Regions from separate parts of the Anas platyrhynchos genome. Here region 1 is linked to region 2. The links are chromatin contacts, called in public Hi-C maps. All regions are on one chromosome and are shown on one strand. Each heading gives the region's core, a stretch centred on a gene start, on an enhancer-like site or on the middle of the called end of the contact. The rest is flanking DNA. Distances are from core to core; before and after follow the strand shown. Region 1 overlaps GSK3B (glycogen synthase kinase 3 beta). Region 2 holds the start of GSK3B (glycogen synthase kinase 3 beta).

What was found. A called contact is a pair of places that touch in the nucleus more often than the background predicts.
Region 1: a Hi-C map of liver shows a contact between it and region 2, with 2.2 times the contacts expected there. The contact joins the enhancer-like site here to the promoter of GSK3B in region 2. A contact is called at or near these places in 2 of 8 Hi-C or Micro-C datasets (liver and skeletal muscle).

The regions. Positions count from the first base shown.
Region 1 is chr1:84,735,577-84,740,578 of IASCAAS_PekinDuck_T2T, reverse strand. All of the region lies in intron 2 of GSK3B (glycogen synthase kinase 3 beta), which reads right to left. Among named protein-coding and RNA genes, the nearest start is that of GSK3B, 62 kb to the right of the region's middle. Within about 2 kb of position 1,273, at least 2 of the 8 cell types and tissues checked have an H3K27ac peak or open chromatin away from gene starts, as enhancers often do.
Region 2 is chr1:84,675,207-84,680,491 of IASCAAS_PekinDuck_T2T, reverse strand. It overlaps GSK3B (glycogen synthase kinase 3 beta), which reads right to left and starts at 3,958. Exons shown (of 11, transcript XM_027449649.3): 1 at 3,075-3,958. The coding sequence starts at 3,162. LOC113842406 (a long non-coding RNA gene) reads left to right here and starts at 4,295. Exons shown (of 5, transcript XR_011812301.1): 1 at 4,295-5,285.

The DNA of each region.
Region 1 (5,002 bases), core at 24-2,523, 63 kb before region 2:
ATTAGCTGCCTTCAGATGATTATTTGCCAAGCAGAATTAAATCTTTCAGAAGCGCGAGTCTTAATAATGAGCTCCCAGATGACCGAGCTTTGGAAAGGTTAACCACTCGCCGCTCAACTCAAAGGGAGACTGGGCAGCTCCTCCTCCGGGGGGAAACCAGGTCACCGCTCCAGCACTGAACCTAAAACAGGGACTTAAGAGCCTGTGCCTCACACACATACACAAAACAGCTCTTCTCCCAAACTCCTGGAGGGTTCCCCAGCTCCTCGTTTGGTAAATTTGTCATCAGCAAGCCCCGGCACTTGTTACCGCTATATTTTAAACCTCCACCCGTGAGTATCAGGTCTGAGATAAGCGTGCCTAAGATAGTACACACCCTACCAAATCTTAGATAGCAGCAATGTGTATATAAGACCATTTCAAAACCGGTTCTTTGTAGTTTTATACACAAAAGCAATTCAAGCTTCCTCAAATATGTATTTTTCATCCTAAACAGCAGCAGCACATTCCTCCTGTAGCTGTGAAACAATTCCATGGGTTGACCTTTTGCTGGATGCGAGAGATCTATCACGTCAAAGAGAAAGCCAACTATGTCAAAGTACAAATCCACTACAAGCTCCTAGACAAGTTAGCATTCATGTTTGGTAAAAATGGGTTATCAGATTTCTGGCTTTGGATTTTTTTTTCCCCTGAGTCAGCACTAGCGCCCTTCCAGCTGTCGCATTTTTCAAGAAATCATTTCCTTAGGTGAAAGGGTAGTGTGGCACTGAAATGCAAATATTAGGAAACCTTCGCATTCACTTCTAGTCTAAATTCCCCCAGAAGAGGCCATATGGAGATGAGGAATAGCTTTCGTTGACTACTTGCATAGCAAAGTGTGCTTTTTATAAGAAGAGTTAGAAGTGCCACGGGTAGATTCGCCACTGTGCACTACACAGAAAGCAAGGAGCAGGTAGAAATGCTTTGCCCCATCACTCCCAACGTGGAGCAGCACGCTTCCTACACCATCACCCGATAGGAACCCAAGTTCAAAATCCCCCAAGGGCCCGGTCCACAGAGCCGGAGCAACAAAGGCAGGAAGTCGATCAGCTCGGCTGCTTCCTTTCCTCCTGAGCGTGAGGAGGAGGCTCCGAATTTAAGCCTGCCCCGGGGCGAGTGTCACAAGCCATGTCTGAGCGGGGTGTTGCAAGGGCCGGGCAGCCTACAGGCCCTGATTCACGGCCGGCAGCCGCTCCGGCTCCCCACGCCCAGGTCCCTGCCCTGCGGCCAGGCCGGGGAGCGCGCGGCGCGTCAGACGCCGCCTGACTCACCAGCTCCACGCTTCCCACACGGCAAGCTCGGCGCTGACAGCGGGCTGCAAGCTGTGGCAGGGCAGGACACGAGCCCCAGGCTCATCCCACCTGCTGGGCCTTCATCTCCTGGTCTGTCAGGCCTCTGCTGGCTGGCCTCGCTGATAAGAGGCTAAGGAAACAAAGACAACCTGGGCACCACATCAACATCATCTATCAGATCTGATGCTTCCAAGGAAGACGCGAAGTAGTTCCCAGTCACCTGGGACCCTAAAACCTGAAGGCACAGATGTTTAACTTCCCATACGAAGCCTGTTAGCTATTTTCAAAAATGTATTTGCGAAGCACGGAGCCTCAGTAACGTTGTGACGTTGTGCAGTGGTCAGTCACATCGATCACGTAGGGAAGCGTTTCCTAAACCACCCGCCACCTTTTCAATGGACAACGCATCCTCTCGTGTTTATCCTACAACATAAGAGGAGATTCTCATGAGGTAACTTCACAAAAAAATTCGCTGTTATCACCGGTGCAAGTTGCAAAACCCTGCACTGACCTTGCTGCCGTGTACTTCCCACTCTAAGATCTCATTTTCCATTGTTCAGGAGACAATCATTCATGGTTTTTGTTTCTCATGTCAACCTTCTCAGGGAAATTAGAAGCATGTTCTACCTTTACAGTTCCTATTAGTAACAATTCTTACAAACATTTAAGAGACAGCTTTCTCCTTCCAAAATTTGTGGCATGGAAATGCCTCTCCCCGGCTCTGCGAATGTTACTTTTACCCAATTTATCAGAGGCCTACAAAATACTGCTAAGAGAGAGCTTAGCAGTTCCTTCTCTGCCAAATGCTGATGGCCAAAGCCTTGTTGCTCCTGATAACCCACCAACCACAAGGCACGAGAGAAGTTAACACCACTCCTTTTGATATTGTATTGCACCACCTCATCCCAACCCTTACGCATACACGTGATCTAGCCTCTGCTAGGTGACTGCCTGAAGGTCTCCCACGTAGAAACGACGTGCTGTGGGGATGAGCTGGTGCTGGGTAAGGAGAGGAGGCTCATCTTTCAGACCCTTGCCTCACTGGTTACAGAAGGGAAAAGCTCTGTGATGACTAAGTCAGTGAACTGCAGGAACAGCAAGGAAGGTCTTCTCTCAGTCTTGGCACTTCATAATGCTGCATTGTTAAAAATTCACTTGGATTTACCTGTAGCATACAGAACAACCCACACAAAGGTGTTTTTCCAGGAAGCCACAGCGTATGTTTTACTCTGCCCAGTTCCGTATTCTGAAGCACTGAACTATCAAATGTACATGAGAGAGATCGATAGGAGCACAGACGTTTACACCTACTCCAAAAAGCCAAAATCATCCTGCATCCATTACACAAACAGAAGGGAAAAAAATCCCATTGTTTGTATTTTAGCTATCACATCAGGAAACTGAACATGAGACAACCAAGACAGACAGGGTGCCTGTCCTGGCCCGAGATACCTTGCAAACACCACAGGTAACAATATTATACCGGCTTGTCTAGGCAAGGCAAACGTCCCCGCCAAGCTACACATTTCTCATCAGCTGCCCTGCTCATGTTCCTTAACCTTGAACTTTTTATTTGCTCAAAATTCGCAGTCAGATAGAAAACACACTGTTTTGAGTAAGTGGAAAAAGTCATGAAGTATTTCTGCACTGTATTCAAAAAGCTAGATATACTCAGAGGTACAAGGAGCATGGAGCTTGGTGACAGCCAGCTGCAAAACAAGCCAGACCCACTGCTTCTCTCAGATTAAGTTTCTGAAGCTAAGCCCTGAAAAAACTACCAAGCATCTCCCGATCACTTGTGATAGCTTCCAGTGAAACCAGAAGTCTTTTAAGGACTGTTACATACCAGCTACAAGATCACAACGCTCCAACGAGGGAGGGCATCCAACAGTGATTCACTCTACAGGGAAGTCCTTCCTGTCTTAGCAATCCTATGGTACACCTAAGCATGACAAAACTCATTCAAAAAAGAGGATGACTGGAAAGGGTAAACACAAAGTTCTTCAGCTACCAGCTACTATTACAGGAAGCACTGAAGATAATCAAAAAATAGCGATGTTCAGCTCCAAATGCAATAGTGCAACTCCGTATCTCCATGCTAAAACTTTATTCAAGACAAACTCTCTGCTTGACACGTTACCCTTCAGTATCGGGGCAGTAAAGAGATGTTTGATTAGTAGCAGCAAAATTCACTCTGGACCTGTTGAAGCAGGTCCAGAGGAGGGCCACGAGGATGCTCAGAGGGCTGGAGCACCTCTCCTATGAAGACAGGCTGAGAGAGCTGGTGGTGTTCAGCCTGAAGAAGAGAAGGGTCTGAGGAGACCTCATTGCAGCCTTTCAATACTTCAGGGGGGCTTATAAAAAAGATAGGGAGCAACTTTTTACTTGGGTAGGTAATGACAGAAAAGGTGGAATGGTTTTAAACTAAAAAAGGGGAGATGTAGATTGGATGTTAGGAAGAATTCTTTACTATGAGGGTGGTGAGGCACTGGAAGAGGCTCCCCTTAAAACTAGAGTGCGGGTGTTACTCAATCACTGTATGAGAAATCACAAAAAAGGCACTGACTTCCATCTGCATCAGTACCTCCTACAAGCTACGTGGCATGGGCAAGTCTTTACTTGATCTAGAAAGCACTGTGCAGGTTTCCAAGGCAGTACAGACCAATGGGGATGTGCACAAGTTACAACACTTTCCTGAAAACCAGCTGTCTTCAAAGCCAGCCTGAAACACCTACCTGGGTAAAGCGATGAGACCTGCACGAGCCCATCTCTTGTACTATCCTGCTCTTCCTAGGCTCAGGAAGATGACAACTTTATCCAGTGATAATGAAGCAGGGCTGCCACACAGAAAGGTGAACCTAGTGTGTATGGAGATGGGCCCTATGCTGCTCCTGAGAAGCTGAAATTTCTCCTGAATTGCTTCCACTGGGCAAGAGAAAAGCTTCTACAAGTTGATACAAGTGCTCCCCTACCCACTCCTGTACCAAACACTTTCTATTGACAGCTTTATGAGCTAGAAAAATTAAACTTGCTCCATAATGTTTTATGCGTATTCTCCTGGAAGATTTTAAAATACAGTTCTGAGGGTTTTGAAAAATTACAGAATTGGCCTCCAAAAAATAACTACAATCCAATGTAAACATCACTTGTCTCAAAGTCCCTCTAAGATTTTGTTTTATTGTATTTCATGGACTATTTATAATTGTGTGTTAAAAGTGAGGAAGATATGAAACCCCCTTGCCTAGTAAGCAGGAATTTAATCCATTTTTAAGGAACTGAAGATATCTTCTACTTGACAATACCTTATGTCATAGGCGCTGCAGCTGCTAGAAGTTGCATGAGCATGCTCTGGAAGAGTCTCTTGGTTATCAGAAGCAAAGAGACCAAAGATCAAGTGCTAGCAACTTCAACTGCCTAGAGGTTGCCTCTAGATCGACAGTCACGGGAGCAAGGTTTGCAATATTGTTCTTCACAGCCAGAGCAGAGAACTTTGCTGCCAAAAGCTCTCTCAGGATAGCCCCTCCTGATAGCAGCATTAGGCAGCAACGTGCTCACTGCAGATGAGAACAAACGCTATCAGCTGCCTCACTGAAGCAGGACTGTGCCTAAGGTTTGTTTCTTCATCCCATCCCTGCACACTGAACTTTTCCACGTTTAAAACCAAGCTCCAG
Region 2 (5,285 bases), core at 2,709-5,208:
CGCAGCAAGCATCAGCCCTGACATTGTTTACTGCAGACCAACAACGTAATTCGCTACAGTTACAACAAGCACCCTTGTCTGCCAGGGCTTGGTGTTGCTTAAAAACACTTTCCAGAGGAGGGGAAAAAAAAATAATAATAAATCAATTCCACAGTCATTAGGCGAAAATCCTCAAACTGCAAACTTTGGGCTTCTATTTTTACACCGATATTTTTGGTCGTGTGTTGCATGACTACCCTTTATTTCTCAGGATTATTTTTGTCCCCCTCGGGAAGCACAAGGAGGTGAGGAACAAAAGGAAGCCTTGAGCCCGCGCCTCTTCTCTCTGCGAGCAGGTAGGGAACATCAGCACGGGGAGAACTGGAAGCCCTCGGCTCGGATACTCATCACCTGGTGTTGGAGTTGAAGGATTGAGGTGGAATTGAAACCTTTAGATGGTGAGGTCACAGCTTGGACCTCACAGCCGTGATCTTTGTTCCCCCGTGTGCTTCCCACAGCATTCCCTATCCCAGAGGGGCGATAAAATCCTCGTGGCAGAGCCGTGAGAAGTCATCCTGCCCAGCAGCCAGGGGAGCAGCAGCTGTGGAGAACCTCCTTTCACCCAAGGCTGGGGCTCTCTTATCAACTTGGGAGCACAAAGTCTAACAAATTACGCAGGGAGCGAGATGAAAAGCCCGGCGCACCAGAGCAATCACCCTGCCATTGTCCTCCTCCTCCTCGGGATCCAGAGAGCCACGACTTCTCCCAACCCTTCCAGCCCATCACTCGAGTCCCTCCTTCCTTCCTGGATAACTCTTGCTGGGCCCAGCCAGCCGCAGCAGGGCCAGAGTGACTTCATCGTTTCGTTTCACCACCACTCCGGGCTTCCAAATTAAAACAACAGGCGGGCACCGAGCGGGTCGGGCTGGGCTCCCCGGGGGCTTGGAGAAGGCCTGCACCACCACCCGGGGACAGGAGGTGTCTGCGAGGCTGGGGAAACAAAGCTCCGTCCATTTTCACCTGCTTCACAGGGAACCTTTTGTCCCGGCCTTCAGTCAAAAGGGCTCAAAATGTCACAAAGTATCAGTCTGAAAACCTACAGCAAGAGGAAGGAGCCCAGCAAACTCCCCGTTCACCACCTAATTGATTTTTTTTTTTTTTATTTTTTCCCTAAGCGCTCAACACCGGTGGTAATAGATGGCTTGCCACATCACGCCATAAGGGGCTCCTAAAACTCACGGGACCCAGAAAAATACTCGCCCTTTCTGGCAACCTGCTGCTGCCCTCTCACAAAGGGGAAAATAAAAAGTTTCAACTTCCTGGACCGTCTTCCAGGGGTGGATTCATTGAAAAAAAAAAAAAAAAAGAAAAAAAAATCCCAACTGCGCTTCCCACAGAGCCCTCGCCTGTGGTTCTCCTGCTTTGTTCTGACATTTTTTTCCAGGCAGCAGAAGGACCGGGAGCACATGACTAGAGCGACTGGGGGGGTTATCGCAAGTGCGTGCGCTTTATGCTCTGGCCTTTGTTTCTCCCTCCGTGGTATACGCTGGGGATTGAATCATATTTGCAAACTTGTTAGTCTGCATCAGTTAGCACTCTCTTCGCAGGCAAGCATCTGTCTGGGCTCTGACCTCGAATAAACGGGAAAGGAGCATCAGTGACCTTTCAAGAACCAAGCTGCGGAGAGCTTGAATCAGACAAATTTAGTTGCCGGGCATGACAGGGCTAGGTCTCGCTTGGATTAGGCGGCCACCTGCAGAAAGCCCGGCCAACAAAACCCGCTCCTCGTTCCGCACGCACATCAAGTGGATCGATACATTAAAATGGAGTCGCCCACGGCTTTTCCCCCACGGAAATCAAGACCCCAAACGCGCGTGAAAAGCTGGATCTGCTAATAATACGGGTTAACTGCACTCCCTGGTTTTTTTTTTTTAAGTGCTGCAGGCGCCCCGATCATGCGGATCCAAGGCAGGCGACAGCCCCCAGCCAAGCCCGGCGCCCTGTTTGAGGCTTCTCCCGCAGCGGAAGACATTTCGGCGCAGAGAAACCCGTGAGAAATCCCGATCTGTCAAAAAGCCCAGGGGCACGCGGAGCCCCGGCACGAAGCGCCTCGAACAATATCAAGCACCGTGTCAGGTGTGGCTACGGGCAAGCACCGAAGGGATCGACCAAACGGCACCGCACGGCGAGCCCTCCAGCTCCCATCAAGCCCCCCAGCCTCCATTTCCAGCAGAAAAAAAACGGGGAAATATCCCTCGCAAACCAGGCCGGCAGCACCGACGGGCAGCGATCCGGATTCGCATTCAAATGAGGAGCCAAGACGTTTCCTATTATAACCCCGGTGCTCCTCTTTGGCGACTCAGAGCAGGGCCTTTTTCCCCCCTTTCACGCCGCTGCTTTGCCGAGATGCCATTAATTAAAAAACAGCCCCATCTCCCCCTGGCTGGAGGGGTTGGGGTGGGGGGATCCAAAGGGTGGGCACCCACCCCACACTCTGCCAACCCCCAGCGTGCCCGTGTGGCATAAAGCCTAGGCCTGGCTCCCAACAATATTCCCCCGAGCAGCCAGCTGGGTAAGGCTGGGAATAACCCCTCGGTATACTCACATGCGGCGGGGAGGATGTTTCTTATTTTTGGCGTTATCGAGTGTTTTTAGCGCTGCCTGAATCGCGAAAGAGGCACCTTTTGTACCCCTCCTTCCCCCCCCCCTTCACCACCACCACCTTTTTTTTTTTTTTTTTAAAAATGGGCTGGACTAGGAGGTGCTCACACCCGAGATCTCAGGGCGTTGGGAGAGAAGAGGGGGAAAAAAAATGGAAAAAGGGGAAATTTATAAATATAAATATATATATATAGGGGGATGGGGAGCAAGGGGGGGCACCTGCCTGCCCGTCATTCATTTCGGGGAAGGGGGGAAAGAGGGGAAAGGAGGGGGGGGGAGGCACAGCCACACAGACAAAACCCCGGCCCTGGGAGCCCGCTTGACAAAGGGAAGGGCTGCCAGCGGGCAGAGGGGCCGAGGCCGGGGGCAGGGCGTCTTTTTTGGGGTCTGCGTGGTGTGTGAGCCCCCCTGCCGGGCTTCCCCCCGATACTCACGGCTGACTTTCATGCTGCCGAAGGCCGAGGGCTGCTGCACCGGCTTGCAGCTCTCCGCGAAGGACGTGGTCCTGGGCCGCCCGGACATGGTCTCGGGCTGCGGCTGCGCCTCTCCCTCCTCCTCCTCCTCCTCCTCCTCCTCCTCCTGCTGCTGCTGCTGCTCTTCCTCCCTCCTCCTCCTCCTCCTCCTCCTCCTCCTCAGGGCCCTCTCCCGTGGCTCAGGGCGAGCCCTGCCTCATCAACGGCGGCCCCTCACGGAGGGGGGGGGGGGGGGGGACCCGATCCCTTCCCCTGTGGTCGCTCTGTCGCTCCGTCTGTGGCTCCGTGCGTCCCCTCACAGCGCCATTTCCCCCCCCTTTTTCTTTTTTTTTTTTTTTTTTTCCTTTCTCCCCGCAGCGCCCCGGCTGCCGGAGCCGCCCCCGCCCGCCCGCCGCGGGGCTGCGCTAGGCCTCGCTGCCCCCACCCTCAGCGCCAGTCACATGGGGCGGAGGCTCGGGGCGGCCTCGGCTGCTCTTCCTTCCTTCCTTTCTCCTCCTGTTTTTTCTCTTTCCTCCCCCTTTTACCCTTATCCTCCCTATTTTGTTTCTCAACCCCCTCCCGTCTCCTCCGCGGGAGCAGCGGGGACTACTTCTCCTCCTCCTCCTCCCCCCCCCCCCCCTCAGGCGGAGGGATCGTCCCGGCGGGGAGGCGGTGCTGCGGCCGCTCGCCCAGGGAATCCAACAGCGGCGGCGGAGGGATCCGCGGCGGGCGGCGCGGTGATGCGGCCGGGCGGCGGGGCCTCTCCCCTGACGGCGGCGCTCAGGCGGTGCCGGTGGCGGCCGGGCGGCTCCTCACGGCCCCCGCGCGGCGACGGGGCCGGCCGGCGGCGGCGGGGCGGGCCATGGCGGCGGAGGCGGCGGCTCGTTGCCCTCAGCGCGCTGCTGCCGCTTACGCCGAGCCTGCGAATTCAGCGCAGCCGCCTATGCGCGCCGCTGCCTTACGCTGCGCAACGGGCGTAGGCGCCGGCTGTGAATAGGCAGCCGAAGGGGCCGACGCGCTCCTCGCAACCCCCCCCTCCCCTCCCCGTCACGGAAACAGCCGAGCGTGCTCGGAGCCAATGGCGAGGCCGCTCCGGGGACGGCTGTGGCGGCTCGGAGCCAATCGGGCGCGGCCGAGCCCGCCCGAAGCCAGGCAGCGGGCCAATGGCGGAGCGGCGCCGCCGCCCTAGCAGCGCGGTCCGGCAGCCAATAGGAGGAGGCCGGCTCTTCCGGGAGGAGCCGAAGGGAGCCGAAGCGGCGCGGCCAATCAGCGGCCGCGGTTACACGGCCCTGCGACGGCCTCGGGCCGCAGCCCCTGGGCGGAGAGCGGCCGCGGGCTCTGATTGGCTGCCGCGGCGGCGCGCTGCCATTGGCTGGGGGCGATGAGGCGGCCCGAAGACGCCAGCCAGCTGTCTGCCGCCGACCAATCCGCGGGCGGCACCGGCGGGCAGCGCCCGCTCCCATTGGGCGAGGTGCGCAGGGGGCGGGGCCTGCCGGGCCACGCTTCGCCGCGGTGGGGCCTCGCGCGCCGCCTCGCTCACCTTTATGACCTCACCGGCTGCGCAGGGCGGGCCGCGCGCATGCGCAGTGCGGCGGGGCGGGCTCGGCGCCGCCCTGAGGCCGGGGCCGTGCCTGGGGGGGGGGGCACCGGGACCGGGAGCCGCCCTTGGGAGCCGGCGTGGCCGCCACGGCTCCCAGAGAGCGGTGTCCAAACGGCTCCGGGGCCGGTAATGCCTGTTTGAGGCAGCCCTCCTCACGGCCTGTCGCCTCAGGGCGGGGCAGCCCCCGGTGCAACCGTTACAACCGTTACCCGGCCCGTTACAGCCCTTAACAACCGTTAAAACCGTTACCCGGCCGGTTACATCTGTTACAAATGTTACCCAGCCTCATACAGCCATTAACCACCATTACAACCATTGCCCAGCCTGTTACGGCCGTTACAACCGTTAAAACCCGTTACCCACCCCATTACAGCCATTAACAACCGTTACCTGGCCCGTTGCGGCCGTTACAACCGTTAAAACCGTTACCCATCCCGTTACAGCCGTTAAAACCGTTGCAGCCGTTAGGGCCCTGAGCTCCTGTTTGCCCCCAGCCCATTCCATGGGGTACCCCCCTCAGTGACCTCGCGGCCATCAGGGGCTGCTTCTCTGGGAAGCTTCCCCGGGAAGCACAAAGGTGTGATTATTCCCAT